7 separate regions of the Mus musculus genome follow, and regions 2, 3, 4, 5, 6 and 7 are each linked to region 1. The links are chromatin contacts, called in public Hi-C and HiChIP or PLAC-seq maps. All regions are on one chromosome and are shown on one strand. The core of a region is the stretch at or near the end of the contact, and the rest is flanking DNA. Distances in the headings are between cores, read along the strand shown.

Evidence for each region. HiChIP or PLAC-seq counts read pairs in DNA pulled down with a chosen protein or histone mark. Hi-C and Micro-C count contacts between places; a contact is called where the count stands out from the background.
Region 2: an HNF4G HiChIP or PLAC-seq map of pancreatic cancer cells shows a contact between it and region 1. The contact joins two enhancer-like sites. A contact is called at or near these places in 1 of 15 datasets of contacts at CTCF or cohesin (large pre-B cells), 4 of 484 Hi-C or Micro-C datasets (bone marrow-derived macrophages, granulocyte-monocyte progenitors, nephron progenitors and 1 more) and 5 of 115 datasets of contacts at active chromatin or transcription factors (T-cell acute lymphoblastic leukemia, effector CD8 T cells, fibro-adipogenic progenitors and 2 more).
Region 3: a CTCF HiChIP or PLAC-seq map of large pre-B cells shows a contact between it and region 1, with 18 times the contacts expected there. The contact joins two enhancer-like sites. A contact is called at or near these places in 1 of 15 datasets of contacts at CTCF or cohesin (large pre-B cells), 6 of 484 Hi-C or Micro-C datasets (the G1E-ER4 cell line, the P5424 cell line, bone marrow-derived DN2 thymocytes and 3 more) and 7 of 115 datasets of contacts at active chromatin or transcription factors (the 230-238 cell line, DN3 thymocytes, T-cell acute lymphoblastic leukemia and 4 more).
Region 4: a contact with region 1 is called in a Hi-C map of bone marrow-derived macrophages, with 19 read pairs. The contact joins two enhancer-like sites. A contact is called at or near these places in 1 of 15 datasets of contacts at CTCF or cohesin (large pre-B cells), 14 of 484 Hi-C or Micro-C datasets (the G1E-ER4 cell line, LSK cells, Th2 cells and 11 more) and 1 of 115 datasets of contacts at active chromatin or transcription factors (T-cell acute lymphoblastic leukemia).
Region 5: an H3K27ac HiChIP or PLAC-seq map of the HPC-7 cell line shows a contact between it and region 1, with 12 times the contacts expected there. The contact joins two enhancer-like sites. A contact is called at or near these places in 2 of 15 datasets of contacts at CTCF or cohesin (large pre-B cells and pro-B cells), 5 of 484 Hi-C or Micro-C datasets (the G1E-ER4 cell line, bone marrow-derived macrophages, cortical neurons and 1 more), 7 of 115 datasets of contacts at active chromatin or transcription factors (the 230-238 cell line, the HPC-7 cell line, bone marrow-derived dendritic cells and 3 more) and 1 of 9 other capture datasets (bone marrow-derived macrophages).
Region 6: a contact with region 1 is called in a Hi-C map of bone marrow-derived macrophages, with 18 read pairs. The contact joins two enhancer-like sites. A contact is called at or near these places in 2 of 15 datasets of contacts at CTCF or cohesin (large pre-B cells and pro-B cells), 5 of 484 Hi-C or Micro-C datasets (the BV-2 cell line, the G1E-ER4 cell line, bone marrow-derived macrophages and 1 more) and 2 of 115 datasets of contacts at active chromatin or transcription factors (the HPC-7 cell line and acute myeloid leukemia).
Region 7: an HNF4G HiChIP or PLAC-seq map of pancreatic cancer cells shows a contact between it and region 1. The contact joins two enhancer-like sites. A contact is called at or near these places in 2 of 15 datasets of contacts at CTCF or cohesin (large pre-B cells and pro-B cells), 4 of 484 Hi-C or Micro-C datasets (the G1E-ER4 cell line, bone marrow-derived macrophages, embryonic fibroblasts and 1 more) and 1 of 115 datasets of contacts at active chromatin or transcription factors (pancreatic cancer cells).

Annotation. Positions count from the first base shown.
Region 1 is chr16:93,291,255-93,295,650 of GRCm38.p6, forward strand. No RefSeq gene overlaps it. Among named protein-coding and RNA genes, the nearest start is that of Gm30588, 31 kb to the left of the region's middle. Within about 2 kb of position 1,862, at least 98 of the 459 cell types and tissues checked have an H3K27ac peak or open chromatin away from gene starts, as enhancers often do. A contact at or near this core is called in the G1E-ER4 cell line, the HPC-7 cell line, bone marrow-derived macrophages and 4 more, where this site is marked.
Region 2 is chr16:92,780,461-92,784,856 of GRCm38.p6, forward strand. All of the region lies in intron 2 of Runx1 (runt related transcription factor 1), which reads right to left. Among named protein-coding and RNA genes, the nearest start is that of Gm30281, 20 kb to the left of the region's middle. Within about 2 kb of position 2,156, at least 36 of the 459 cell types and tissues checked have an H3K27ac peak or open chromatin away from gene starts, as enhancers often do. A contact at or near this core is called in pancreatic cancer cells and pro-B cells, where this site is marked.
Region 3 is chr16:92,805,746-92,810,141 of GRCm38.p6, forward strand. The region is part of intron 2 of Runx1 (runt related transcription factor 1); the gene reads right to left. Among named protein-coding and RNA genes, the nearest start is that of Runx1, 18 kb to the right of the region's middle. Within about 2 kb of position 2,251, at least 20 of the 459 cell types and tissues checked have an H3K27ac peak or open chromatin away from gene starts, as enhancers often do. A contact at or near this core is called in the G1E-ER4 cell line and granulocyte-monocyte progenitors, where this site is marked.
Region 4 is chr16:92,846,097-92,850,492 of GRCm38.p6, forward strand. No RefSeq gene overlaps it. Among named protein-coding and RNA genes, the nearest start is that of Runx1, 22 kb to the left of the region's middle. Within about 2 kb of position 1,860, at least 14 of the 459 cell types and tissues checked have an H3K27ac peak or open chromatin away from gene starts, as enhancers often do. A contact at or near this core is called in bone marrow-derived macrophages, where this site is marked.
Region 5 is chr16:92,865,718-92,870,113 of GRCm38.p6, forward strand. No RefSeq gene overlaps it. Among named protein-coding and RNA genes, the nearest start is that of Runx1, 42 kb to the left of the region's middle. Within about 2 kb of position 1,829, at least 86 of the 459 cell types and tissues checked have an H3K27ac peak or open chromatin away from gene starts, as enhancers often do. A contact at or near this core is called in the G1E-ER4 cell line, the HPC-7 cell line, bone marrow-derived macrophages and 1 more, where this site is marked.
Region 6 is chr16:92,881,699-92,886,094 of GRCm38.p6, forward strand. No RefSeq gene overlaps it. Among named protein-coding and RNA genes, the nearest start is that of Runx1, 58 kb to the left of the region's middle. Within about 2 kb of position 2,498, at least 61 of the 459 cell types and tissues checked have an H3K27ac peak or open chromatin away from gene starts, as enhancers often do. A contact at or near this core is called in the G1E-ER4 cell line, the HPC-7 cell line and bone marrow-derived macrophages, where this site is marked.
Region 7 is chr16:92,902,298-92,906,693 of GRCm38.p6, forward strand. No RefSeq gene overlaps it. Among named protein-coding and RNA genes, the nearest start is that of Gm41499, 52 kb to the right of the region's middle. Within about 2 kb of position 1,839, at least 64 of the 459 cell types and tissues checked have an H3K27ac peak or open chromatin away from gene starts, as enhancers often do. A contact at or near this core is called in myocytes and pancreatic cancer cells, where this site is marked.

The DNA of each region.
Region 1 (4,396 bases), core at 612-3,111:
AGAAGGATGAAGAGGGGATGGGATGGGGTGGGTGGGATGGGGTGGGATGGGATGGGATGGGATGGGATGGGATAGGGTGGGGTGGGATGGGGTGGGATGGGATGGGATGGGGTGGGGTGGGGTGGGATGGGGTGGGGGGGATGGGATGGGATGGGATGGGATGGGGTAGGGTGGGGTGGGATGGGATGGGGTGGGGTGGGATGGGATGGGGTAGGGTGGGGTGGGATGGGATGGGGTGGGGTGGGGTGGGATGGGGTAGGGTGGGGTGAGATGGGATGGGACGGGATGGGGTAGGGTGGGGTGGGATGGGATGGGGTGGGGTGGGGTGGGATGGGGTAGGGTGGGGTGGGATGGGATGGGATGGAGTGGGGTGGGATGGGGTGGGATGGGATGGGATGGGGTGGGGTGGGGTGGGATGGGGTGGGGGGGATGGGATGGGATGGGATGGGATGGCCCTCAGAATGGTGAGAAGCCATTTTTTAGAGCAGACTTCTTCATGAACTGTGAGACAGCCAGGGAAACAGATCAGCGCCTGCGAGTCACAAAATACCAGCACACTACGCAGCAAACCCCACTAACATCCTCTAATTGGGTAGAAAGTTGTAGAAAAGTCTAAAGTAGAGAAACATTTTCACAAAATTCTGCTTCCCCCCGAACTCACACGGTCACGAGGATGACAGGATCCCACGCAAGGAAGGAACACCTTAGGGATGTTGTAAGGGTTTTCACAGTAACTCTTAGAAGTTAGGAACCAGAACTTTTCACCGTTTTGCAGGGGGATTGAAATACAAAGTGATTTTTACAAACGTTTGGAGCTATCTCTCGGCGAGGAAAACACACCGTTTCCCTGTTTGTTCTTTCAATTTGCTCCACAGACCTTTCCCCCACACTGGTCCCAATAAATCAGTGCACTTCACCAGCACATTTAACGTTGGCCAGACTTTCAATTAGTGACTTTCTCCCAGGCAAGGCCAGCTATGGTCACACAGTTCTTTTCTTAAACTTCTTGCTATTCTCTGGCTCCCAGGAAGTGTGCACCTGTCAGCCAGCCCAGCCCCCACCCTCTCTCATTTTCTTAAAAGCCGGAACTCGGTTTCATTTTTCACTCTTGATTTTAAAGCGGTTGGAAAGCATGAAAGAGAAGGGGCCAGCAAGGGAGGTAAATAAATCTAATCACCGCGAAAAGGCGATGAAAGACCCGTGCCTACGTTTCCTCAATTTGTTCTTGAAATGATCCTTGCCACACTCATTGACTGAGGACCAGCTCTGGGTTCTCCAAAGAGAGGGTTCACGGAGCTGGGAACAAAAGAGCCAGTTCTTTTCAAACACCCATTGGAGTCATTAGTTCCCACCTTTTCCTCTTCACATTTCCAGGCACGGTTAATAAGTAGCTAAATTGACTTCTTTGAATCCTGTGCCTGCTCCTTTCTCTCGCCCACCCTCCTAGACGCATGTGGTTGCGCAGTTCATTCTTTAAGAGGAATGACACCAAGAAAGAAAGTCCTTGAAAAATGGCCACCAGCCACTTAAGAACTACAGACATTTCTAGTAAACTGAACAGCTAAACAGTGGCTGAAAGGGAGAAACGTAAAATCAAACTGGGCAGTGTGGCAGATCTTTCAAGTGCCAGGCTATGTCCCTGGCTCTTATTGTCCCTACGGTGGTCCCTACAGGACACTCCAGGCCTCCTGTAAGAACATACAACTGCCAATGCTCTTCTGACGGTTTTCTCTGGGGTGGTGATGGGAAGGCCTGAGGCGCTGCTGGCCAGGAGCAGCAGTTGGCCTCTAGACAGTGTGGACTGGAGGGCAAACAGACAGTCGTTCGGTCTTCAGTCTCACAGAGGGCAGCTGCTCTGCAAGCCTGTTCTGCTCTGTGTCCCAGAGACATGCCTTGCAAATGTGTCACTGACCACCTTAGCTTTGGGTAACACACAGCCATGGGAGAAAGAGAAATGTCTCCCCCTGGAGGACACACAGGCATGCTCGCTGCCCGTTGTATTAGACTTAGTCTCCCCCACACTCAGCATTCCACCCCATCAACTGCCTGGACCAAGCCGCGAGACCCACTGGAAGCCTTGAGGAAAGGGAGACTCAAGCCACGGATTCTTCAAGTTTCTTGCTGTTCTGTAGCTATATGATCTTTGTCCCTGTTGTCCTGGTTTCATTTCCTCCACCAGCAACCTTGACACCAGGGAAGGCCTGTCGCCTGTCAGAGGGAGGGGCAGAGGTCTTGCTCACTTCACAGGTCTCCTGCTGAGCGCATACCAGAGAAGTTCGGGAACTGAATTTCTGTTTGGTTCAAATTAGAATAGTCACATCCTAATAAGATTTACCTTAAAACTTTACTTCACTCTATGAATCACATAAGAACACGATTAAAACAGAATGCTTTAAGAAATGGTGCTCCAAGGACTTGGGGCTACAGAACTAGAACCTGAACCCACCCCCCAAATACTCAGTAATGGCACATACACCAGGGGCCATCGTGATAATACACTGACTGTCTACAATAGTAAAGTTGCTTACAAACACAGAATGTGACAAATCCTTTCTCCTAAAGGATTCTCTCTCTCTCTCTCTCTCTCTCTCTCTCTCTCTCTCTCTCTCTCTCTCTCTCTCTCTCTCTCTCTCTCTCTCTCTCCTCCCTCCCTCCCTCTCCCTTCTCCCCTTTCTTCCCTCCTCTGTGTTTGGATAGATACATAGATAGATGTATGATAGATAGATAGATTTATAGATGCATAGATAGACAGACAGACAGACAGATAGGTGATATGCAGACAGGTGATAGACAAACCGACTACATATGGTAATAATTGCAGCTTTTGCTTATCTCTTATGAAACATTTGTTTACTTTATGTCCTTGCTTGTTTGTTGTAGCACAAAAGAGTCCATCTCTCTAAGTGTATTCATTGCTGTTACAAATGGAGGGAAAATATAATTAACAGGAAAAAAATAAAAACTGTTATCACATGATGTCTTTTTCAGTTGAAAGGGACATACAAGGAGATAGCTGGCCATGGGACTGGCATCTCAGTTGAAGTCCAAAGGGTTTTCCTACCTCTTCATGGTAGACAAGTGGCCGTGACGACCCCACAGCCATACAGAAGTGAAGACACCGTTTCTGCAGGCTGCATGGACCTGGTTCGCTAAATTCCACTGAGATTCCCCCAGTCACCTGTCATTTCTAAAGATGCAGATGAGAAAAAAATTGTGTGGTGCTGCCTGCAGAATCACACCCCTCCCCCCTCCCCCATCCCATCCCCCCCCCGCACCCCCCCCCCACACACACTTAAAGGAAGAAAGCGGAGAGGCAGAGTCTGGAGGCTAACTTCCCCTGCTTCCGATGCTTCTCAGATTAATCTGAGAATGACACCACTAGGCTGAGGTAAGAAATGCAGGCAGTGGTGGCCACTCAACTCAGTACTTAAGGAGAATCTTCACATTATGTTACAAAGTAACATATTTACACCAGGGGTGGAGCTAATGTCCAAAACAAGCGTCCCCACCTATGATCATTCTGCTTGCTTGTTTGTTTGCTTGTTTGTTCTTTCATTTAAGACGTTTCAGTGACACAGACAAACATAATGAGCCATCTCTACTAAAAATAGAATGTTTCTTGCCTGGCCTGACTTGATGCTGATTTGTGGCGACTGGTTTTGAGGAGAGCAAACATCTTCGATACACAATCACTTATTGAGGGCCTGCGACACCCAAGGCCTGCTGCTGGATGTGCCAACTCAGAGGGACGTGACTCAAGCTGGTGTCTTGAGAGACTTTATTATGATACAGACATTTTTCCAAGATAAAAAATAAAATAAAATAAATACACAACTTTGTGTTTTTCCACAGCCTCTGAAGATTGATTTTTTTCCCCCAAATTCTCTGTAAAATGGAAATTCGGGGAGAAATTAAGATGTGGTTTTATTCACCATTGTTAACTGTGGTTTCTTACCATGGCAGGAGCCTTGGGAGTTTCCTCATTTGGGCCAGAAACAGCAGAGAGGTTCCAATCTCTGTGCTTTTTAAAATATGGTCTTTTCCATCTGTTTCTTAAAATTCTCTCAGCAAAGCAAGGTGATGGTCAGGGAACTGCTGTTTGATTGGACCTAACAGTGCTTAAGGCCAAGGCCAAATAGACCCCGAGGTTAGCTAAAAGGCAGGAATATAGGTTCCTCTGGCCCTAGCCTCAATCCCAAAGATGGAAATTAAAATAAAAACCAAGCCTCAGCTGACAATACCCCTGCCCATCTACTGGAGAATTGGGAGCTAAACTGTGAAAGGCCACATGAAGTTACAGGTCTAATCCACACATTTTCCATGTTCATACAAAGCAACCCAGAGAAAACCCTTCTTTCTATTTACATGGTGAGTGTAGCCCATAGACTAGACAAAG
Region 2 (4,396 bases), core at 906-3,405, 510 kb before region 1:
AGCCTCCAGAGGAACCCGAACCCAGGCGAACTTCCCAAATTGAACCTTGGTGTCTTGGTGGTTGTGACTCAGAGACACGGTAGTATTAAATGCATGCAAAGGGACTTAGGGGCAAGGAAAGATGATGGAGACACAGGCCATATTAAAGACAGATAATAAAAGTCGTGGTTTCGAAAGAATAATTTTGGGGTGATTGGGAAGTCTAAAGGCAAACAAAGCTGCCCTGAGGGTTACCTGTCCCTCAGTGACTTTTCATTGGAGTTGCCTTCTCAGAGTTATCTGAGAGAGGACAGGAGCCCAGGGGAGATGGCCTTCTGTGCTAGCTTCAGGGTCTCTCTCTCTCTCTCTCTCTCTCTCTCTCTCTCTCTCTCTCTCTCTCTCTCTCTGTCTTTCTGTCTGTCTGTCTTTCCTTCCCTCCTTCTCTCTCTTTCAACTGAAGTAAAGGCCCAGGGATAAATAAAGTTTATGCCCAAATTTCTTCCTTGTCAGCCCCTGGGATTCTGGGATTTTTGTTTTCCTGAATATTTTTTGTTTGTTTGTTTGTTTTTGTTTTTTATTAGGTATTTATTTCATTTACATTTCCAATGCTATCCCAAAAGTCCCCCTGCCCACTCCCCCACCCACCCACTTCCACTTCTTGGCCCTGGCATTCCCCTATACTGAGGCAGATAAAGTTTGCAAGACCAATGGGCATCTCTTTCCATTGATGGCGGACTAGGCCATCTTCTGATACATATGCAGCTAGAGACACGGGCTCTGGGGGGGGGGGTACTGGGTAGTTCATATTGTTGTTCCACCTATAGGGTTGCAGATCCCTTTAGCTCCTTGGGTACTTTCTCTAGCTCCTCCATTGGGGGCCCTGTGATCCATCCAATAGCTGACTGTGAGCATCCACTTCTGTGTTTGCTAGGCCCCAGCATAGTCTCACAAGAGACAGCTCTATCTGGGTCCTTTCAGCAAAATCTTGCTAGTGTATTCCTAGGCAAATGGATGGACCTGGAGGGCATCATCCTGAGTGAGGTAACCCAATCACAAAAGAATTCACACAATATGTACTCACTGATAAGTGGATATTAGCCCAGAAACTTAGAATACCCAAGATATAAGATACAATTTGCTAAACACATGAAACTCAAGAAGAACGAAGACCAAAGTGTGGACACTTTGCCCCTTCTTAGAATTGGGAACAAAACACCTATGGAAGGAGTTACAGAGACACAGTTTGGAGCTGAGACGAAAGGATGGACCATCTAGAGACTGCCATATCCTGAATATTTCTAAACAATGATTTTTTTTTCCCCTATGCTTTGGAGCCAGGCAAGTGATTTGGGGGAAAGCCATAGCTTCTGGAGTGGTTAGCCACAGACTGCTCCCCATAGCTCTGTTAGTACACAAACAGGGCTACTTCCTCGGAAGGGGGGAGATAGCAGAGTTCATGATCACAGGGATGTAAGAGACCCCAGGGATCCAATGAGGCAGGGAACTCATTTTGACAGCTGTGGGGCTGATCCAGGGTTCCAGAACATTTAAGGAAGGGAGCTGCTTTCCTTACAGTGGCAATTCAACGTTTAAAACCAGAATAAAATGATTGAAGGAATGTTATAAGCTTGCCAAAAAGGGTAAAGCATTTACGTAGATTGTCACATCCCTTATAGAAATGAGTGATTTTTTTTCTACTAATAAAGACTTGGATGCGGTTGCTTTCGCACCAGGAACTGCCTCTGACACCCTGTGCATGCCGAGCGAGTGTTCTACCACTACACTCTGCACATCCTTCTCACAGCCTCATTAGCCGATAGCTGCAAGCCACCTCAGCCACCTCAGGAAAACTGGAATAATTTCCAGCCTGGATATGGCTGGCCACCTCTGCTCTCGTCCACCCTGAGCTCTCAGCCAGTTCTGGGGCCCTGACTGCTCTCCTGCCTGGGATGGTGACTTGTCCCCAGCCTTGCCCATGAACAGGTTGCAGGAAGCACAGGACACAAGAGTCAGCTCTGGGCTGGTACCAGGTGGCCTGGGGACTGGAAAGGAAGTTTGACCTCATGTGGTTCACAGCAGGTTCTGGGAGAGCTGTGTGAGGATGGGTGAGGAGTGGGGAGTGGCTGGCTCCCGAGCATGGCTGGGGACCGCAACTTCCCAGGGACCCACACACACTGGGCTCCACCCTTCCCAGCAGACTTGTAGCTCATCCAGCTGTGACCACAAAGGGTGGAACCGAATGGCCTGGGAACCAACTTCGTATTGGTTTTGGTAAATTCAAATGATAGACTGAGTAACGCATTGGCATCTTCAGATGAAGTTATATTACAGAGCTGGGAATAGAGTTCTGTGGTAAAAGGCTTGCCCGGCACCCATGAGGTCCTGGGTTCAATTCCAACACTACTCAGACACAGACAGACAGACAGAGAGACAGATAGACAGAGACAGATATGCCTGTATTACTCTTACACAGTAAATACATTTGCAAGAGTGCATGTGTGTGTGTGTGTGTGTGCGCGCACACACACACACACACACACACACACACACACCAGTAGTAATCACAGCTCTCTTTGAGGAAGTGAGCCTGTCTCACTGAAAGACTGGTACTAGTTACTTTCTTGGCTATAATTTGAGATTTAAATGTTGTAATTTTCTTGTTCCCTGCTATCATTCTGTTTATAGGACAGGCCGTTGGGAGCTAATGGTTTTTTTTCCCCTCCACTCTGTTCTTTCTGTGCCCTCTGTCCGTCTCTTGGAATGTACACGATGGGGCAAAAGGACCCATATCCTGTGCCTCCCCTCCCCCTGCCGCCCTGAAGATACCATACCCTCAGCCAGGCAGCGTTCTCTTGCAGAAGTTTGAACACAGGGAATTGTGTTAGAGAAACATATCTGTTTGATGCTTTTGTGTCCTGTCCACAGGGATGTAAGATCATGCAATGTCAGGCCAGGAGGAGTGGACCTATTAATGTGTGCTTGTTGCTGGGCAGGAATTGTCCCAGGTAGTGCCATCTTTGAGCTCCTCCCAGTGTCAGGTTCCCTTGAAGCAGGTCTGATCTCTGAGTCAGTCCCTCAGCCTAGCTGTGGGGCTCAGACAGGAGTCAGTGTCCAGGGGGGAGAGGCAGGGATCCGGTGGAGGGAACAGACAGAGACGCCTGTGTTGGGATGCAGAAGAGGCAATGGGAAAAAAGGAAGGCTACCTCTGCGGGGACCTGGGGTGTGTCTTCATCTTGTCCAGGGTTTAAGACCGCAGACGTCCCTATTGCAGTGCCTGCAGCAGCACATGTCTGGCCCTTGGTGACTCTTTCTCAAGCACTGTGGACATGTTTATGAAGTAGACCACGAGCTCCCGGGGTCCCATGGGGAAGGTGAAGAGGAGGGCAGGATCTTTGGCCTAAAAACAGACTTCCCGGCACAGTGTTGACACTTCTCAAATAACAGCTAGCTCAAAAAGAAAACCCCAAAACCAGAAAACCAAGCTCTTCCCCTCTCTGCGCTGTCTGAATGGACTCCACCTCACTGTAGAGTGTTCCTTGACACAGTCTGAGGGGGTGGGGTGGGGTATTGAAAAATCTGGGCACAGAAACTGTGACCAACAAATGATGCAGGAACCCTGGTGTTTTTGGCTTGGCTCCCTAAGCTTATCACTTTTCCTTACGCAGGGAAGCCAGGAGGTTAAAAAGAAGACCCAGGGCTGCAGGGACAGATCTCTCAGGCAGTAAAGAGCTTGCTGCAGAAGCAAGAGGATTGAATTAAACCCATGCAAAACAGCTTGGATTGCAAATAATTACTTGGTAATCTCGGGCCTGGGGTGGGGACCAGGGAGCAGAGACAGATGGATCCCTGAGATTTGCCTGCGGCCAAACGGAGGAGCTCCAGGCTGGTGAGAACTCTGTCTCAAAAGACAAAGTGGACAGCCACTGAGCAACCTCCTCCAGCCCTCACCTCTGGCACCCCCTGTGCATGTGGGCCTGTAGGAACATGCACACGTGCACGCACATGCATGCAGTACAAAAGTTGAAAAGACATATGTGCACACACAAGCACACAAATAACCTGCCTAATTATTTAAAACAAAACCAAACCAAAATGCATGTATGTAAGAGATCAGGTCTTAAGCAACAGGATATAGATACAGATACCATCATATTTTTTTTTCAAAATATAGAAATATTGCCACATTTTCCATGAGGTTAACTTTTGAGGCGAAAGGGTAATTTTGAACCTATGGTTTCTTTAAAAAAAAATCTCTTAGCCAAAGCAGAAACAGTTTCTTGGGAGAGGAAAATGACTGAGTTGTCATATCCATAGCGGGGTGGGGGACATTGTCCAGGTTCTCCCATTGCTTCCTAATGTCACAGGCTGAGCCTTGGTTACACATTCATAACACCATATAAATGTGAACAAAATCTTG
Region 3 (4,396 bases), core at 1,001-3,500, 490 kb before region 1:
CTTGACAGCAAGACAAGAAATAACCAGATCAAAATGTGGGCAGGGGACTTGGAAAAATTATTTCCCCAAGACATATGAAATGACCCAGGAGTGTATTTAAATTTGACCAACACCTCTAACTGTCAGGGAAATACAGAGTAAAGCCTCCATCACAGGCCACCTCGGATCTTTAGGACAGATGACATTAAACATTCCAGAGACTCCATAGCTGTGGAAATGTGGGGGTCTGAGGAGATATAAAGAAATGGACCCACTGTGTGCTGCTGGTATGAATACAAACCAATATAGCCACTATGGAATAAAGTTTGAAAGTCCATTAACAGCTAAAAATCAAACTAGTGTATCACCCTATCTGATGGTTAGTGTTGTCAACTGACAAGCTCCAGTGTTATCCAGGAGTAATTTGTTCCTGTCAAGGGGTTTCTAGGTTGGGTTAACTGAGGTGAGAAGCCCTGCCTTGACTTTGAGCAGTAGCATCACGAGTTAGTGTTCTGGACTTAGCAAAAGGAGCCAGTGAAGCTAAGCACCAGCATTTGCCTCTCTCTGCTTCCTGAGCAGATGCAGAGGGAGCCACTGCCTAGAGCTCTGGGTACCATGCCTTCCCCATTGTGAAGGACTGAACCTTCAAACTGTAAGCTAAATACACCCGTCCTTCCTCAGGCTGCTCCTGTGAGACACTCCATTGCAGAAATGAGAAAAGTAACCAATACACCCAGCACACACACAGACACACAGACACACACACACACACACACACACACACACACACACCCCACGGATACACAGGCACACACATCCAGACACACAGGCACACACAGAGACACACAGACACACACACAGATATACAGGCACACACACAGGCACACAGGCACACACAGACACATACCCTGACTCACAGACACACATACAGAGATACAGAGACACAGACACACACACACCCAAACACACACACACAGACACACACACCCAGACACACACACCCAGACACACAGAGACACACACACACTCAGATACACAGGCACACACAGAAACATACCCAGACTCACAGACACACACACAGAGATACAGAGACACAGATACACATACCCAAACACACACCCAGTCACACAGAGAGACACACACACACACTCAGATACACAGATACACATACACCTAGACACACACACACACACAGAGATACACAGGCACACACACACACACAGACACACAGGCACACAAGCACACACAGAAACATACACAGACTCACAGACACACACACAGAGATACAGAGACACAGACACACACACCCAAACACACACCCAAATACACACACACACACACACACACACACACACGAGAGACACACATACTCAGATACACATACACCTAGACACACAGACACAGACACACACACACACACACACACACACACACACACACAGACACACACACACACACAGACACACATACAGACACATATACAGAGACACATATACAGAGACACATACACAGAGACACACACACCCAGAGACACACACACACAGACACACACACACAGACACACACTCACCCAGACACACAGATACACACAAACACACACATACATACATTCACACATACATAGACATACAGAGACACACATACACACCCAGACACATAGAGACACACACACCCAAACACACACACAGAGACACACACCCAGACACCCAGACACACAAAGAGACACAGAACACGTACATACACAGATATACTGACCCACAAGCACACATGCCCACACACACACACACACACACACACATGCAGACATACCCATGTACCCACACTCAGCACCCAGACACACAGACACAGACATACACACATAGACACAGGCACAGAGAAACATGTATGGACACATGCACACAGATACCGCACAATAAATTTAATGTAAAAATATTCCTTTGACTGTTAAAAAGGACAGTATTAAATACTATCTTGGGGTAAAACAAGAAGATGCCTGTCTACACATATGTAGTCCCTTCAAAAAATGTCCTTTGGAGCTGATAACAGAGCACACGTGTCCCCAGGCCTGGGGGAAATGGACTAATTCTTAGGGCTCGTCCTGTGACTTTACTGTTCTAGTTAATCTTCTAGTTGCTGTGACAAACACTGGACAGAAGCATCTTAAGGAAGGAAGGAAACATTTATTTAGCTCAGTCTGTGGGTACCGTGAAACTCGTCCAGGAAGGCCTGGCAGCAGGAGCCCGAGGCAGCTGTGCCCACTGTGTCCACAGTCAGGAAGCAGAGGGACATGGGTGACGGGCTCAGCTCACTTTTTCCTTTTGTCAAGACTTGGCCCACTCTCATCAGAACATGCTGCCTACAAGCAGAGTGGGCCCTCTCTCTTTAACATGTTTATTCCGCAAACACCCTCATAGACCTATCCAGAGGTGCATTTCTATGGTGCGTCCTCTTTCCCTTAAGTTGACAATGAGGACGAACCATCAGCGACACCGACCCTGAATATAGGCCAATTAATCCATAACAGAGAGTGGCTGTGCTCCCCAGAAAGCCATGACTCGGGCTGCTTAGTCTGACACTCTCTTCAAGACAAAAGTTGAACCAGTCTCCACTCCAATAGCTGAATTATGTGTCTTTCCTTTGTTGATTACAGGAGTTAAGAGCAGAGGCAAAAGGCGTCAGGGAGGAATCATGCCAACGGTTAGTACCTTCCTGCTGCTAATGGTGTGGTGTGTGTGTGTGAGGTATGGTGTGTGTGTGTGGGGGTGTGGTGTGGTGTGTGTGTCTTGTGATTGTGTGTCTTGTTAGTGTGTGCCTTGTGAGTGTGTGTGTGGGGGATGTGGTATGTGTGTGTGTCGTTTGTGTCTTGTGAGTGTGGGGGGGGGATGTGGTATGTGTGTGTGTCGTTTGTGTCTTGTGAGTGTGTGTGTGGGGGATATGGTATGTGTGTGTGTCGTTTGTGTCTTGTGAGTGTGTGTGTGTGGGGGGGGATGTGGTATGTGTGTGTGTCGTTTGTGTCTTGTGAGTGTGTGTGTGTGGGGGGGTGTGGTATGTGTGTGTGTGTCGTTTGTGTCTTGTGAGTGTGTGTGTACACGTGTGCATGTACGCAGCACGCACACGTGCACATGTCCAAGATCACTGTGACCTCTATGACTGTTTAGAGTCAAACCTGCCACTCACACAGAAGTAGCTGGTGTGTTAACTCTGTCCTGATTTTCAGTTCAGAGTCTGCCATTATGGGTTGCTGGAAGACTCCCCAGGCAAGTCCTAAGTTCTGACTGAAGGTAACAGCAGACACCACTATGAGGAAAAGGGAAGGCAGATGAGAAGCAGGGGCACCTGGCTGGTCTGGCTCTGGAGTGTACACAGACGTGCAGAAAGATCATAAGGAGGGCTAGCGGGGCTTCGAAGTGCCTTCCGAGAGCCTTGGGTTTTGATTTCCCAGTCTATCATCATAGCCTTGCGCAGGCAAAGCAGGGCCCTGGCCTTCTCCAACGGAGCTTTATTATTTTATTACTGTTTTTTATTACGGGATAATAATTAGCTTGAGCACCTTTTAATTTCTTCCCATCAAGATGTTTGCACAGCAACAATTAGAGGCTGGCAGCGCCCAGCATCTACAGAGAGAGTCTCTCAGAGCCAGCCGCTGGAGCTGGCAGGGGGACTCATCGCTAAGGTATCCTCCCTTGGGGGCCAGCCGAGACCGGAAGGGAATTGGCGAGAATATAGTAATCCCTGGCACGGACATCAGGCAAGAGAGGAGCCTCTGAAACAAGTGTGGCTCAAAGGGAGAAAGCACACCATACCGGCAAACCTCAGGACTCAGTGGGACCAAGGCCCCACAGCGGGATCGCAGGATGGGCCGCCAGACTTTCGAGGTGATAAATGTTTCTAGAGAAAGCTCTACCATGCCCAAGCCCTCCTCCCTCGGGAAGCATATCAATGCTTGCTGTGTGACTGGCAGGCGATGACAGGAAGGTCCTGTTCGCAGGCCCACTTGCTGTCACAGCTGAGTCAACTGCTTCTGGCTAGAGTCTTTATTTCAACCACAGAAATAATGAAATGAAGGGTTTGGTATAGGCTCTGTGCAAACCCTGGTCAGGGTCAGAGGTCACAGCCAGGACCATGTGGGTGCTGGCTCCCAGAGGCTCCTATATTTTTGAAGGACATCCTGGTGATGGGACATCCTGTGGACTAATTCTCTTCACTCTCTAGGTCTCAGGGCCTATGTAAGCATGGGGTCAGGAAAGAATCTCAGACAAGTTAGAGCTGCCTTCCAGGTCAAGGTCAGACAAACGCAGGGTTTGATGTGAACAACTTCCACAAACTCCTCTTTAAGATTTTCATGGGATGTTCTCAGGACAAAGACACAAGACATAACATGAAATTATCCCTATTAGATACCTCTTTGGTCACAAAG
Region 4 (4,396 bases), core at 610-3,109, 450 kb before region 1:
GACATACAGAAAGCAGACGCTCGCTCCTCTGCTTTTGATGTTTCTTTCTTCCCCCTCTTCTTTTCTTTTTCTCTTTTGGACAGCTACAGGACTTAGATCGGTGCTTTACAAGTTCAGCCTTCAGTCGAGGAGGCCACTGTTTTAGTGAGTTTATCCAGCCTAAACCACAGGATAATGTTGTTCGCTTCTGGTCCTTGCCTTTGCCTTTTGGTTCCAACATGGACCTGTTGACGGGCCAGAATTAAAACCTCAGTGCAAGAAAGAAAAACAGAATGTCCCTGGCCATCACTCATCACCTTTAAGGGAATTAAGTTGACTGTCAGGGCAGGAAAAAAACCTTCACCTTGTGGATATGTCCAAGAAACTGTTTAAGAGAATGGAGGGATTTCTCTGTGGTTTGTTACGGTAGAAATAGGCTACTAGCATGGTGAGGGATACATTCGACACTCATCTGGCTTATTTTCCTGAGAGCTTAAGTTAACTGAGTAAATAGTCCTTTTCATTTTCCAGACTTCTTAAGGAGTAGAAAGGGTCTAGAGCCAGACTGCTTGCTGTTAAAAGGCGACAAAATTGTGAGCATGTGCTTCCACCATTTTGACCTTGTGGAACGGAGCAGGCAGTAAGGGAGCATGGAAAAACCAAGTGAAGTAAATCCTTTTTATCAATAAATTAATAAACGATTTCATTTTTGGAGGGTGACCTTTGAGGCCATCTGTTTTCTTAGTTCTAAGAAAATTTTAACTGTCTCCCAGCACCCTAGATAAATTCGCGTTTCCTGGTTCCAGGCTGAGCGGTCCCTCCCTGTGGTCTCTTAAGCTCGGACAGTAGAGTTGATGAGCTCAATCTGATTTGCCCTGCACGCTGCTGGAGCACACATCACACACTTGTAAGGATGCGATTGGAATAAAAATAGTCACCTTAAGATGTGTCTGACACAAACAAGAGCGTCTTCTCGGGAGGTACCATGGGGCGTCTCTGGCCCTTGATTAGCCAATGAGGTTTCCCATTTCTTAAGTTGCCACTTTTGCCTATAAAGTCGGAAGTTGTCCAGTTTCTAAAAGTAACTAAGGTTGAAAGTGATATAAGGGCTTAAGCTATTTAAAATTGCTTCTGGGGTGCCAGCACAGCTTTAGAAAGACAAACTATATCCGTTTTTTCTCGATGCTAGGATGAAACACCTTAACCTAAAGCAGCTTGGGGAGGAAAGGGTTAATTGGCTTAGACTTCTACACCACTGTCAACTATCAAAGCAAAGCAGGCCGGGAATTCAAGGCAGGAACCTAGAAGCAGGCACCGCGGAAACAGAAGCCGTGGAGGAAAGGGGCTTATTGGCTTGGTCTGCCCACTTTCTTATACAATCCAGGACCACGTGCCCAGGGGTGGAACCACCCTTTCTGGGATTGGTCCCCTGGGATGGGCCTTCCCGCACCACTTAATAATCAAGGAAGTAGTCCAGGAACTTGCCTACAAGCCCAGCCAATCTGATGGAGGCATTTTTTTTCCAGCTGAAGTTCCCTCTTCCCAGATGGCCTTCGCTTGTGTCAAGTTGGCAAAGGCTAATCAGCACACAAATGGCTGGAAAAAAAAATCCATGTCCTATATCAGTTTTTCATAATTAAAAACTAGCTAATGTGATTTAAATATATATTAGTAGTAATTATAAAGGAATATGAGAGAAATATGCTTTGACCCAAAAAGATAGATTGAGTAATTTTCAAGATGGTGACCTTGACTTTGAACGTTTAGCTTTTCAATTAGTTGGTGTGAAACCTGGTACTTTACTAAGAGGGGAACTAATTAATTCAGTAACAGGCAGAGACCCAAGTTCCTCCCAGGGAGATAAGATGACATCACCACAGAGTCTGAGGAGGCAGTATGCAGCTATAACTTCAGATCAGCCAATCATACTGACTGAGATAGAGTGAGTACAGCCAATTGTGATCACTCATCTTCCTTCAAAAACCCTATTATGTCAGCCTCCAGAAAAAAGCCCGATGAGCCGAGAGGGGCATCCAGCCAAGTCTTACACAAATCCCTATGATACATTTAACTCTGGATAAATAGATCATTTCACTGACTTCTGTGGCAGAGAGATCCACTGAATGGTATGATGTTGGTGTCTTCCTAAGGAATGTATTTCCACCATTACAGCCAAACTGACTTGTTTAAAAGGAACTTAGTTTTTTTCTTTCTTTCTGTTTTTATAGGCATTTCAGCTAGTTTCATTCAATTTTTATCTAAAGTGGGAGCACGTTCTCAGATATTGTATATGAACGTCGAGGAAGACCCTTACTCAGAGTTTAGCTTCATCTACGTTATTAACTATCATTTCTGGCCAGCATGCTACACATTTCTTAATAGTGAGATGCTCTTATTCCTTCTTGGTCAGTGTGCAGCAGGCTCCATGGCCCTTGTTTCTGCTCATCACTTCTTCAGTGTTTGGCTTCACTCCCACACACTTCCTGCTCTCCCAAGCATCTCAGTACCTCTCATTCCTACTACAGAACATTCCAGGTCTTTATGTAGGCCCAAGACCTCACACACTTCTCCACCCAGCTATACTTAGCTGAGCCTTTACAATTTGTGAACGTCCTAGACATTTTTACCGCTACAGTGAAGGGCAACATACTGGGTAGTTTATAAACAACAGGTGCCCGTTTGACTCAGAGTTCTGGAGGCTGGGAAGTCCAAGAGAATGGTACATGCAGGTGAAGGGCTTGGGGCTAATGAAGGATGGAAATAATGGGAGGCAGAAGGGCAAGAGAAATAGATGTAGAAAAGGCCAAATATGCTTTTATGCCAGTGCACTATCGAAATAAGTATACCCTAGTCAACAACATTGGCCATTTCCCGAAGACAAAGCCCATGAGGTAATGAGGCCAACCCACATATGTAGGCCATGCCCACACACGGAGGCCACGCCCACACGGAGGCCACGCCCACGCATGGAGGTCACACTCACACATGGAGGTCAGGCCCGCTCATGAAGGCCACTGAAGTCCTCTTACTAAGTCCTCCTCCCCAGCACTGTTGGAGATTAACTTCCCAACACCTGATCTTGAGGGATTCAGTCAAACCACGTCATCCTATATAAAGTAAAAAAATGGGTCCCTTGTTCAAAACTCACGAAGAATGTCAAAATGGCGGCTGAACGGCCTTAAACCAAGGGTGAGCACGGGAGCTTGGGCAGGCTCTCAGGGTACATGCTGGAGAAGCTGGAGCGGACTATACCAGCAACCATACTCTCACATGCATCCCTCGCAGGCATGCAACATAAGACGTTCTTAGAGCACGTGGACTTTGGCTCCTTTTACTAAATCCCCTTTTAACCCAACACCAAGTTCTGAACATCCGTGTTCAGAACTCAGATCTGAGTGCTTTCTTTCCTCCCTTGATCCGAGTAAGGACACACACACCCATTTCCTGCAGTCTGAGTGACTTGTTCATTCAAAGGCCGTGCTAATTAGTTTTCTGCTTTTAAGTACACTATATAGAAAACTAAAAGTAATGAGGAAGAAAAAACTCATTACCCACAACATGGCAACAGTTAACGGCAAATGCTGTTTTACTTTGCTTTCTGCTGATGAGATAAAATGTTCTGGTCAAACGCAACTAGTGAAGGAAAGGAATTTTTGGCTTCTATCTGCAAATCACAGCCCATTGCTGATGGAAGTAAAGGCAGGAGCCAAGGCAGGAACCACAGAGGAAGGCTGCATACCAGCTTACTTCCTGTCTTGTGACAAGTTTCTTGTACAGCACAGATCCATCCACCTGGCTAACATGGTACCGCCCACAGTGGGCACAGGGGACTGGGCTCTTCCACATCAACCATCAGTCAAGACCCTCTCTTACAGACATGGACACAGGCTAGTTTGATCCCTATCGAAATGCCCTTTTCCCAGGAGACTCTAGGTTGATTAAAAACTAACCAGCACACCTACTATTCAGATTTTTCTATGCACCCTTCTAAACTGTATTTTTTTCTATACATTTTTTATGTAAGAGTTTGTATAGGCTTGTGTGTGCTTTTCAAGGCTAAAGTGGGGTCACATGATCTTTCTTTCACTTAGCAATGGCAACACAAGCCATTTGTATGTTAAGAAATATCTGTAAAGTGTTCTGTCTACATAGCAATTGACATCATAATCTCCCATGGTTGGCTAAGGATTATAGGGGTGAGTGAGAGGTGTTCAGCAGAAAACAATGACAATACAATCAGTGCTAACAGCTTTTGCTGCTGTAACTTCTACTCCACATTAATCCAAAGCAATCGATTATTCAAGCCAATGTGAAATCTGAACCCAGGTCCACGCAAAGGTAGAGGTAGCCCAGGACCTGCAGGGACCTGTGATTTACAGCTTGGTGCAGAAGAAAGGCTCCAGCGCCTGCACATCCT
Region 5 (4,396 bases), core at 579-3,078, 430 kb before region 1:
GGAGGAGGGAGAAAGACAGCATGGGAAGTGGAGGAGCATGTGAAGTGGAGGAACATGGGGAGGAGGAGGAAGAAAGAGAGCATGGGAAGTGGAGGAGCATGTGAAGTGGAGGAGCATAGGGGGAGGAGGAGGAAGAAAGAGAGCATGGGAAGTGGAGGAGCATGTGAAGTGGAGGAGCATAGGGGGAGGAGGGAGAAAGAGAGCATGGGAAGTGGAGGAGCATGGGGAAGTGGAGGAGCATGGGGAGGAGGAGAAAGAGGAGGAGGATGGAGAGCATAGGAAGTGGAGGAGCATGTGAAGTGGAGGAGCATAGGGGGAGGAGGGAGAAAGAGAGCACGGGAAGTGGAGGAGCATGGGGAGGAGGAGAAAGAGGAGGAGGGGCGAGAGTATGGGAAATGGAGGAGCATGGGGAGGAGGAGGAAGAGGAGGAGGAGGAGAGAGAGTATGGGAAATGGAGGAGCATGGGGAGGAGGAGGAAGAGGAGGAGGAGGAGAGAGAGTATGGGAACTGGAGGAGCATGGGGAAGTGGAGGAGCATGGGGAGGAGGAGGAAGAAAGACAGCATGGGAAGTGGAGGAGCATGTGAAGTGGAGGAGCATAGGGGGAGGAGGGAGAGGAGGAGGAGGGAGAGCATAGGAAATGGAGGAGCATGGGGAGGAGGAGGGAGAAAGAGAGTATGGGAAGTGGGGGAGCATGGGGAGGAGGAGAAAGAGGAGGAGGGGTGAGAGTATGGGAAATGGAGGAGCATGGGGAGGAGGAGAAAGAGGAGGAGGGGTGAGAGTATGGGAAATGGAGGAGCATGGGGAGGAGGAGGAAGAGGAGGAGGAGGAGAGAGAGTATGGGAAATGGAGGAGCATGAGGAGGAGGAGGGAGAGCATGGGGAGCATGGGAAAGATAAGAAGAAGAGATGGAGGAGGAGGAAGAACATGGGAAGTGGAGGAAGATGGGGGAGAAGGAAGAGGAGGAGGAAGAGACCAGCTCATTATCCAAACTCAGTGGCACCAAGAGAGACCAGAGACTCCATCCCCTTGGCGTTCTCTGAGGCCAATTGTCAGTGGTCACAATGGATGTACAGATCTCAGCTTCTCTCCGAGCCCCCTGTTCAGATCCTACAAGGATGATGTACCTGCAAACCACCTGTGCTCCTCCCAAGATGAGGGAGTTGGGATGATCTGTGTTGAATTTTAAAATACTTCAGGTGTATTCTCTACAAATTTGAAATATCCTTTGACAAGTCAGACCTTCCTCCCTAGATATCAAATCCTCTATGTTCTGGCACTCACAATCACACATATTTCTTCCACATCCCAGAGATAATTGATCATCCTGCCTGCCTCTGCTACTGGCCATGCCCTTGGTAGTCCACACGGGAGAAAAAAATTCTCCCCTGAGCCCAGAGTAGGTTTCCCTTCTTTTCACCATTGCTAACTCCTATATTCTTTCTGATTCACTGTTGAGCCTCAAGGGTGAGGGCTGTAGACACAGCTGTAAAGGTCATGGTCAGGTTCTGCTGTGGGACCTAAGGGTCTTTGCACTGGTGCTGCCACGTGGATTGGTGAACCGATGCCAACAAGCAGAAAGCATCATGGCTCAAGCAGTGTGGGAACTATGTCATCCTCTTTGTCATCCTTCAAGAGCGGGGGTGGATGGTTTCACCTCTGGTGCAGCAGATGGCTTCTGTCATCAGGGACCCAAGCCTTTTCTATTCTTCCTCTCTGTGGTCTTTGACCAGTTGGACAGGAAAACAAAACTTCATATTTATCACCTCATGATCACAAGATGGCTGACGTAACCCCCACAAGGCGTTCTCCTCTCAGCACCACAAACAGGAAGGAAGGAGCTGATGCAGATGTTGTTGTCTTTTGATTTAGAAAGCGAATCCCGTTCTGCTTCCCTCTTCCTCTCAGTGTGGAGACCTAATTATGTTCCTGTCTCTCAAAGACGATCAGTGAGGACAAGTAGGACCCCCACAGCTGGTTCAGACATTTGTGTTGAGAACAGGACTGACCTACTTTGAGAACAAAGAGAACTCTGTTCAATGTCTGGAACACAAGATTGGGAGGTGTTCTAGTTCGATTGCTGTTGCTCTGATGAGACCCCCTGACTAAGGGCACTTCAGGAAGTTAAGGGTTTATTTACTCTTTCAGGGCACTGTCTGTCACTGAAGGGTGTCAGCTGAGTCTATGTGGATTAACTAGCCTGACTGGGGAGCTCTCCCCAGCCTCAGAGGCTACGACAGGAAGCCTGGAGGAACTCATGGCTCATGCTCTGCTTTCTTTTTCTCTTCTTTCTGATCTAATTTTCATTTTACGTGTGTAAGTGTTTGTGCCTGACCTGAGTCTGAATAACTCGTCTGCCTCGCACCCCAGGGAGGCCAGAAGAGGGCATCAGAGTCCCCAGAACTAGAATTACAGATGGTTGTGAACCACCATATTGGTGCTGGGAACTGAACTCAGGTCTTCTGCAAGAGCAGCAAGTGCCCTTAACCACTGAGCCATATCACCACCTCTCTAGCCTTCTTAGACAGCTCTCTTATACACCCCAAGACCACCTGTCCGCTGTGGACTGGGCCCTCATACGTCAACTGACAATCAAGACCACACATGCCTTCCAGATATTCCCATAGGCCAATTCTGTCTGATAGGCTAATTTAATCTTGCTGATCTATCAGTTAAGACCCCCTTCTCAGGTGACTCTAGTCTATGTTAAGTCGACAGCTAAAACCAGGGCATGAAGAAACAGCTATGGGCTATGCAACCAGGAAGCCAGTCTAGGTATTCTGCTCTGAGAGAGTTGGTCTAGCTTTGATAACCTTCTTTGCCCTTGACTGTGGCCTCCTCCAGTCCAGGCATGCGTGGTCACAGGAGCACCTTCATCCTTGCACATTGCAGACTTACCAGAACTTTGTCTTCATTCTCACATTTACCTCCTGGAAGGGACCACTTCAAGCTTCCTTGCACACTGGTCATGTTTTTTATCATCTTGCCTTGTCTATTTATAATTCCCCACTCTAGGCTTCCAGGAAGCCTGTCTCTATCATGTTCCTTTTTTCTGAGCAGGCTTCCTCTCGTCAGCCCCTTTCCTTTCTTCCTCTCTGCCATGTTCTCGTAGTGGCTGTGCCTACCACCACTCTGTTGCTTCTTACTGTATTTTTTAATGTGTTATTTTTCATACAATTATATTTTGATTATGTTTCCCCTTCTTCAAATCCTCCCGGATCATCCTCACCTTCCAATACACCCAACTTTATGTTCTCTGTCTCTATTCCTTGGGGGCAGGGGCGGGGGGGGGGAGACCTCTAAGAAACAAAATCAAGCAGGAAACAGCCCTTTCAAACCACAAAAACTGAAGATCAAACAAATTAACAACAAAAAGCCAAGTAGTTAAAAGACCATTATGACAAAAACAGAAATTCTGAAACAAAGCAATATGAAAACAACAACAACAACAACAACAACAACCAAAAACCCACAAAAATACCCTTGAGTTCATATTGTGTTAGCCAGCCACTACTGGGCACGGGACCTGCCCTGGCGTGTGGCTCTGTAACATCACTGTTTTTAAGTGTGAAGTTAGATGAGCTTTAGAAATCACTATAAATAAGATACAGATTATGTTTATCATCCTCAAGATCAGGACGATCCTTCACCCTGCTTCCCCTTTGCCAGAGAGCTAGTTCATTCCTTCATGAAGCAAGGCTTTCTGCCACTCATGGCTTTGATTGGCAGGCAAGGAGCTCCATTCTTTTTTTGTTTGTTTGTTTGTTTGTTTGTTTGTTTGTTTGTTTTGGTTTTTCGAGGCAGGGTTTCTCTGTATAGCCCTGGCTGTCCTGGAACTTACTCTGTAGAGCAGGCTGGCCTCGAACTCAGAAATCCGCCTGCCTCTGCCTCCCGAGTGCTGGGATTAAAGGCGTGCACCCAAAATCCCCTGGAAGAAAGAAAATGTTTGGTGATAATAGCAGAAGAATGTTAAGTTGCATCCAAGCAGAGATAGCCTGGTTGGTCAATGGCCCTTCCAATAGAAGGAGTTTATTGTGATCCTCCCATCTTCAGAGGGTGTGATGAGTTTCATGTTAGACTTCTGTCCTCCAGAGCTGAGGTTGGCAGACACAGCTTACTGAGATAGAACACATAGAGCACATTGGGCAATGCCCTGTGAACCCAATGGGGAACTTCTTGGCTTTTCTTCCTTATTGGTTGTCTGTCTCCATCTTCCCCTCATGTACACAGGAACACACCTTACTTTATACCCCACCTAAACACTCTCAAACATTTGCATGTGTGCCTTTTATCTTCCTGGCATAGAAATTGGAAGGGTTTTGACCAACAGCTAAGATGTCACCACTTTTCTTCCCTTTGATCCAAATGTCTGTGTCCCAGAAAATCATATGTTGAAAT
Region 6 (4,396 bases), core at 1,248-3,747, 410 kb before region 1:
TATTTTTACTTCTCAGAACAGTGTTTTTACATCTGGCATTACCAGAGAATTTCATCTTTGGTCCCCTCTTTACATCCTTCCATCTCTCCTTCTGAGTCTGGATCTTACTATTGCAGAGCTCCTCTGGAGGAGACCTGGTCTTTCATCTTCTGGCCTTGCATTCTACCATTCTTTGAAATTTTACTACTCTGACTTCTTCAAAGCTGGCCACAAACTCCTCTAGTCTCTACACCATTATCTGTGGCAGATGCCAGATCTACCTGCCCCTGACTCTACACAGCTCCTGCTATTTATTGGTTAGAGGAGATCCAAAGAAGCTGGTATATAGCCTCCTCCAGTCCCCATGGCCTCCTCTTCAGGCTGAAGCTAATCTCCAGTGGCTGTCCCCATGGCCTCCTTGCTGTCACACAGCCTCTCCCAACATCTGTTTGATCTGTGCCTGGAACACATCACTGCTTCCTCGTGTGTATGGGTGGTTTTCAGCATGTCCTCTCCCCGATCCCAGGCTTTCAATGTTCCATGTTCTTCTCTGCTCCACTCTACCATAAGAGTCACCATTACCTTCTTTATCCTTGGCTTTGACTGCTCCAGCCATTTCTTTCGAACAAGCTTCTGCTATACTTTACTGACTTAAACTCTGGTGAAGGTGATTAGTGTTGGTGACCTTTCTGAACCAAAATATTCTGTTGTTTGATTATATTCTGTGCTTAATGCTGTGGTGTGTGAACACCGGCATCAATTCTGGGCTCCTTGCAGATTACCCTTGACTGACTCACTTGGCCTTAGACACTAATTTCTACAGTTCTGAAGAAATTTTCCTGATACTTATTTATTTCACAGTTTGGAGGAAAAAAAATCTTGATCATATTTACTCTTTCTTCTTCAGTTCTGAATGTTTTAAAATCTTCTATTTCTAACAAAGTTCATTATCATTGTATGGAATATTATCCATTTCTTACTATTATTTGATTAATATCATTTGCACACTATATTCACACAATGTGCATGATCTCCAGGAAACTGCATTTCAATCTGAAATAGAAAATCAAATTCTGTTCTGAGAATAATCAGGAAGAGGAATACTGGGTGGTAGTTGTCACCGTATGCTCAATGGACATCAGCCATCTATAATGTCCTGAGCTCCATATTATATGTTTTGGGCACAGTGAAGAATGTTTCTCTATTGACCTGAACCCATTGAGCCTGATTTTAAGTGAGGAGTACAAGTATGCACATGAGCAATATAAAAATTAGCCCAGGAGCTATGCACAACAGAGATAACTGGTCACCAATGGGCGTCATCTCTCTCTAGGCCTTTGATGGTAGAGCTCTTAAGTTGCCAAGGTTCAAAATTGCTTATGCAGCAACATCTTAAGAGAGAGGGGATCTTCCTTTGAACCCATACTTCCTCATACGCTCTAGATGCTGGCCACCATTAAGTTACACACACTTGACTGATTTTGTGTAGGGGTAGCTCTGGGTCAAGGTCATGATCCTATTACTAGGAGATGCTCAGTACAAACCCCGTCATTTGTGGCTTCATGGTGAGAACAATGTCATTACACATGGTACCTGGCCTTCTATCTTTCTAAACATGTCTTTCCATCGTGTGTATTTGTGTGTGTGTGTGTGAGAGAGAGAGAGAGAGAGAGAGACTCTGTATGCAAATGCTAACAGTAAAGTGTGTATTTATGTTTGTGCATATGTTTGTGTGGGTCTCCATTTGTGTATATGTGTGTAGTTTGTGTGTGTCTCCATGTGTCTATATGTGTGTATGTATATGCATAGTGAGCAGTTTCCTGAGGTCAACACCAGTCCTTCTACCTAATTCTACAAGTTCAATTATGCCTGGTCCCGCAATGCCAGCTCCGTCACCATCTACAGTTTGATCAAAAGCACAAAGGGTTCTCAGAGTACTGAGAGGAAGACCTTTGGGAGGGACTTATTTGGATAATTCAAGATTCTGACACTCAGGGGACCCTTGGTAACTCGACATCGATAACAGCTACAAACAAGCCCTGACAAGGCTGTGAGAAGACTCAGCCTCTGAGTATGAACATGCACACCATGGTCTTAGAAATACACTTTCCCGTCTGCTGTCGAAACACACGAACCATCTGAGAGCAAGCGAAAGAGAGAACGCATCGTTCCCACCACCTGATCTTCATTAGGTGGCCAGCGCTGCAAGCTGGCCTGTGTGCTGACATCAGTGGGGTCCGGCTGCCGGCAGATAAGTGGGAGCACATGGTACCGGCAAGATAAGACTCTGGTGGCCTGGGACAGATGTGAGCAGCCAGGCTCTTGCAGGGGGCCTCTGGGAAAAGCCCTGTTATTCTGAGCATTGTTCACACTTGCTAACAACTTGCCTTGAATGGGGCTTTCGACATGTTTCTTCCTTCAGCTCAGCGCTATCTGCCAGTTGTTAGTGTGGGCTATAGCCCGCACAGCAGCTTCCTGATGCTGTCAGCACAACAGGAAAGAGGCAAGAACTGAGAGTGATTTATAGGCCTGCGCTGACATAGCCTCAGACCGGTGTGAGCCCAGCCCTGAGCATTAGGCCAGTGCTAGCTGCCCCTACTTCTGAAAAGTGAGTTGTTCAGAGAGGGGAAGACCCATGTAGTGTTTCCAGGGAAAGATGAATAACAGAATAGGATGTGTGGTTGGCTCTCTATGTGTGGCTGAGCTACTGAGAAAAGTTCTATGGGACACTGCCATCCTAGGCTATCTGGTTATGTACACAGGCCAGAAAGACAGCCTTGTCTGATATTTCTTAGGCATCCTCCACATTGATTTTTAGACAAAATCTTTCATTGGCCTGAAACTCACCAAGTAGGCTAGTTCAGTAAACAAGTGTTAAATTGACTGGAGGAAGTGCTTTCCTTGGCAAATCAATCTCTTGAGATTTCAATACCCTTAATCTGAACACACATTGTATGGACCACCTGGAGAGACACATGCCAGCTAAACCTCCTGCCACTCTGGAGGGGGCATTTGGTGGCTCCTCACAGGAAACACAAAGATGATGGGATGCATTCTAAGTACAGAGCAAGGGTGGCATGGAGTAAAAGTCACACTATCCTGATGGGTCTAATTCAAGCCCATGCATGACATGCGTGCTAAGAGGGGAACATTCTGCAAACAAGTTAAAAGCAGATGGAGAGGATCCTGCAGGGAAATGTACAGAACGCATTCTGAGCAGGTCAAGCTGAGCCTCAAAGAACTGTTAGGATTTAAGACCATATAGCTCTTGGGAGGAAGCTCTGTCCATTGAGCATCATCACACAAACACAAGGACCAGTTCCCATCATCATCACCCACATGCAAAGCTGGCTGGGGGGGGGGGCTGGTGTAATCCCAGCATCAGGGAAGACAGAGACACGAGCAGCTTTGGGAGCCTGGTCACCCAACCCAGACCCCTGAGCAAGCTCTAGGCCCCAGTGAGATAACGTGGTTCAAAAGGACTGGGTCTAAAGCTCGTGCAGAACAATGCTAGTGTTAACTTCCTGTTCCAAAGAAATGCACATACAAACCTACAAGCATGCCCGTGTGCGCTCACACACACACACACACACACATATGCACACACATATACACACATACATGCACACATGAATGCAACACACAGAGGCACACAGAGACAGAGACAGAGAGACAGAGAGAGAAAGCAAGAGAGAGATTTAATTTTATTTTAATGGTGATGTGTGTTTATAGGTAACATTAAAAAATTCAGAACAGAACAAAAAAGGAGAATGAAATTCCCTAAAACCTCGCTGTTCTGAAACAACCACTGTGGGGCTTCATTTCTGGAATCAGTCTTTAGTTTCCATCCAATATCTAAACAGTGAACAGCCCATGTTCATAGAAGATTATATGTTACCAAGACTTTTCTGTTTGGTTTTGGGACAGAATCCCACACACCCCTTGGCTGTTCTGAACCTTGCCACATAGCCAAGGATTAATTTGGACTCTTGGTTCTCCTACCTCAACCTCTTGAGTGCTAGGTTTACAGGCATACATCTCCACACTCAGATAGCACAGATTATATTCTAGTACCTTTGGGTTACTGTTGTGTGGCCATATCACTGTGTGTGCAGTGGCCCATTCCATGCAAGCACTTGTTCTCTGCATATTGTCACGGGGATGCTGATGTCTGCTCTGTGAATTTCTCTAGCTCCCTCTTTGGTTGCAACTACAATCACATCAAGGTCTTTTTGACAAAGGAAATTATAAGGAGAGTTGTGTTCAAGGACAGCGTTACTCTCCAGTGTCCATTTGTTTATGGAAGAGTGCAGGACCTAGAGAGGGGACTTATGATGGGCTGTTCCTCCATGATGATGGCAGGCTGTGGGTGACAGGCTACAAGGATGTGTATTCGTGGGATGGCCGCAGGGAGGTT
Region 7 (4,396 bases), core at 589-3,088, 390 kb before region 1:
GTCCTCCTGAGGTACAATCAGAGCTGAGGGCATTCAATATCAGAATTGGTGTGATAAATTAGGAGCCCTTGTAGACATTGTCCCTCTAACTCTGTGGGTTGTGATGGGGTGTTTCCTATGCAGTCTCCCCAAATCTCACATTCTGACCTGCAAAAGCATGGTTTACATTACTTGTATGTCCTTTGTTCATTTTGAGAGTTTCATGTAGTCCAAGCGAGCCTAGGGTTCAAACTCACTAGTAGCCTTTAACTTGTGGGCTTCCTGCTTCCATCTCCAAAGCACAGGTACTGGCCACTCAGACATATGCAGTAATGGGGACTGAATGCAGGGCCCCAGGAATGCTGGGCCAGTGCTCGCTCTACAGTACTCTCTCTTTTAGACACATATTGTCTGTCCTCTGGTGGGTTTTTTTTTTTGTGCTTGCTTACATTTAAATTAGAAATTAATTTTAGATTTGGGTGATGGGTGTGTGTGTGTATGTGTGTGTATGTGAGTTTGTATGTTTGTGTATGTGCACGTTTGTGAGTGTGTGTGTGTGTGTATGTGAGTGTGTGTGTGTGTGTGTTGAAGCCAGAGTTTGCTTGTATTTGCCACTTGTACTGTTAATAAGCACCCCACCACTGAGCTACACTCCCATCCTTGAGAGGGCATCTGAAAGGGTTCTATTGAGGGATGACTTGTAGCAAAAGCCTGTAATTAATTCTGTTTACAAGAGAGGCTGAGGCAGGACCATCAGGAGTTCAAGGCCAGGTTAAACAACTCAGTGAGATCTTGTCTTTAAATTAAACAAAAAATGATTTAAAAAAAATAGAATAGTGGCTTGCATGCACAGTTCTATAGAACAGTCTTTAAAGAGGTCTACCATGAAAAATGAAGTCCTCCGAAGACTCCCATGGCAGCCCTCCACAAGTACAGTCAGTCTGTGGCCATTGCTTCGGAGAGGCCTATGTTGCCTCTGCCAAGTGTGCAGGGAATCCTGTTTCGCTCTTGGCTTCTGGTGGCTGCCCACCATCTTTACATTATGAGAAATATGGCTGCATTGCTCTTTCTCTGGATCACGACTGCCCGGAACTTCCTCCTGTGCCTCTCTCTGCTCACATGACATTTCTTTACTGGATCTCTTTGTCTTTATATTTTCCCCGATGGTACTCTGTCTTGAAGCCAGAGTCTTGTACAGGCAATTTTTAAAAAAATACACAGAACCCCATCCCTGCCTGACAGCCTTTTATATAAGGAAGCCTTCCATGGTATTGAAGATCGGCTCATCCGTGCCACTCTGACATCATCTGAACTAACAACACCTGCAGTGACCCGGGATGCATTCTGCAACACTCGGTGTTAAGACACCAGTGTCTGTTTTCTTTGGAAGGACACAAGTCAATGTGTAGCACCATCATTCCTCCTGACCGATAGACAAGACTTCAGTGTCATCATTAGAGACACTGGAGCAAAGCTGTCACCACATCCTGGCTTGGGAATAGATCAGAGACATAACGAATGTTCAAGTGCAGCACAAGCCAGCACAGGGCAGGCTCACAGAGGAGAATTCTTACATGGTCTCTGCGGGAACTGAGCCTAACCTGGCTTTCTTTTCCAACTCTGGGGAGTTCATTAAATCCTAAGCGACTCTTGCCACCTGTGTCTGCTCATCATGCCACGGGGTGCTGGGGGACTCAGGATCACAAACCAAGGGGGTATTGTTTCCCAAGAGGCCTCATCCATCAAGTGGGCTTGCCCAGTGAGCACGCCGAGACAACCCTCTTCCCACCTTGCCTTTCCCTGTCCTGACTTCCGCTTATCTGAGAACCTTTTGTTCAGGCTCATAATTATTCAATGACTCAGGAACCCACAAGCTTTCCCCATGAAGCCAGACAAGACCAGCAAGCTCCTTGGGCCACCTGTTCCAAGTTATTTCCTGTGTGGGCGGCCACTTCACAGGGCTGCAAATCTGAGTTACCGTAATAGCCTCTTCAAACCCCAGTGCTTTGAGCTGTTGAAACCAGATGGGATCTCGTTTGGTTCTGTCCCGGCCAGGCTCATACCACTATCAATGTTTGCATAGATATTAGAAATCTCATACTCCTTCATAAACAGAGGTTCAAGAGAGAGAGCTGACACACCCTTGCCACATGACCTTGGGGCAGGTTAGCTTCCATTGTCTTGTTCTTCTACAGGGTAGTGTTAGCTGTTTACTCAATGGTCAGGGAAGGTAAAGCCACAGGGGCTAGGGAGATGTACAGAGGCTCAGAGAGCTTGGTGTTCCAGCAGAGGACTTGGGTTCAAATCCTAACACTTCATGATGGCTCAAACCACCTGTAATTCTAGTTCTCGGCGCTGCCCTTCCTGCATCATTCTGTGATGCTGTGTGCTTTCCCATGGGCTTGCTTGTAAGTTATTTATTCCTATGGTGTGGCTGTTCTGCCTACATGTATGTCTGTGCACCATGTGTGTTCATTGACTCTCTGAGGCTGGGTGTGAAATTCTTGGTCCAAACACAACCTCCCAGGCTTTGAAAATAAAACAGACATTTAGAAACACTGGTGGTAGGCAACACTGTCCTATTCAACATTGGCAGTTGCTGAGAAGTTACTCTGAGGGTGAGAAGGCTGGGTGGGCTGCCCCAGGTTGGCAGTTCTTACACATTGAAAGACAGACTGAAAGCCTGGGTGTCCAACTCTGCACAGCAACTGCTTTTAGTATCAAGGTACCCCATGTATTAGCTATAGTAAATTTTACGTATATTTATCTGAAATTCAGAGTCTGATCTGGTGTTCTATCTGGGGACCCTGTGCTGGTTTTATGACCAACATTCCTGTGTACTGGCTGGGCTGTACGAAATGACATGATAAATATGATAAATATTTTGACCCATTGTCTACCTGAAAATACCAGCATACAGCACTCTGCACTTAGAACAACGTATTCGTGTATGGAGCAAGAAACCTGACAAAGAGAGAGAAGCAGACCCAAGCTCATGCTACAAGAACTGAGTCTGCAGAAAAGAACAGGATGTAGGGACCCTAACCCTTGGTTAAAGGTTTAGCTGTAGGAGTTTGTACTGGTGCCTGGGCATCTGGGACCTTGATTTGTGCACTGGCAGCAAGCCATGCCTGCTCCTTCAAGCCACAGAGGTAATGAAAGTCACAGGTTCCCCTCAAACAGGTTCTCAGTACAAGGAAGGGTCCTTATCTGTTTATAAGTCAGCAAGCCAATGGAAAATTTTAAGTCCCCCAATCTCTGCCCCTGACGCCCAAACACCCAATGACCAGGCTTAATGCCCCTGTCACAGGCACCTTTTGCAATGGTCAGATATGGATGGTGGCAACTCCGTCTGGGGATCACATAACTGAATGGGGAGATAGAGAAAAATCTGGCAGGACTAAATGTTTCCGAGGACTCTCGCACTGCGAATTATTTCAGAATCAAACTCCCAGTGAGTCAGGGTGATTCTGGCCGTGCCTGTGCACTGCATCTTGGGATTTCACTGTAGCCTTGGTTCCGAACACATGACATGCACTCTACACTGTGCATGATACCACACCATGCCAAACTAAGAAACCCTGGCTGAAACTCTTCTGGTCAGGTTCCAGACCACTGTATGCTATGAATCACAGGGTTTGTTTTTTTTTTTTTTCTTTGCTTGTTTTGTTTTTTTACTGCAACTTTCTGCTCATATAGAAAAAAATGGTTTAGTTAGAGAAAACCTTGTATATATTTTTCCCCATCATAGTTAGCATGTATCATGTTAGTCTGACTTTGGATCTGATTGTGTTAGAATGGTTGATTTTAAACGTTGCTGTCTATGGTTAGGGTCATGGCTCTGGATAAGGTATTTGACCTGCAAGCGTCAGGTCCTGAGTTCAGATTCCCAGAACTCACACAAAGCTGGGTGGAAAATGCATGTCTGCTATCCCAGCATTCCTAAGATGAAGTGGTAGGCAAGTCCCTGGGAGATCATGGCCAGCTAGCCTGACATAAGTGATAAGAAACCCTGTTTCAAAGAAAGAAGAAGGCAGGGGCCAACATTAAAGGTTGTCCTCTGATCTCTACATGTAAACTGTAGGATATGCATGTACATAGTATACACACACACACACACACACACACACACACACACACACACACACACAATTTTAAAAAGACTGCTGCTAAAGTTGTTGACTTAAGTTTTCAGTGGACTTTTCCTTTGATTAGGAAACAATTTCCAACAATTTCTGAAATAGCCTACACACTCCTTTCTGCTGTGCTGTGGTATATACTTCAGTGAGTCAGAGTTCTCAGAAGTAACAGTGACAAAATCAAGACATTGATCAGCTCTGAAATACACCCAGGCCGCTCCGTGTCCTGCAGTGCTGAGTACCCAGGCAAGGCTGCATCCTGCATCCTTATACAAAAA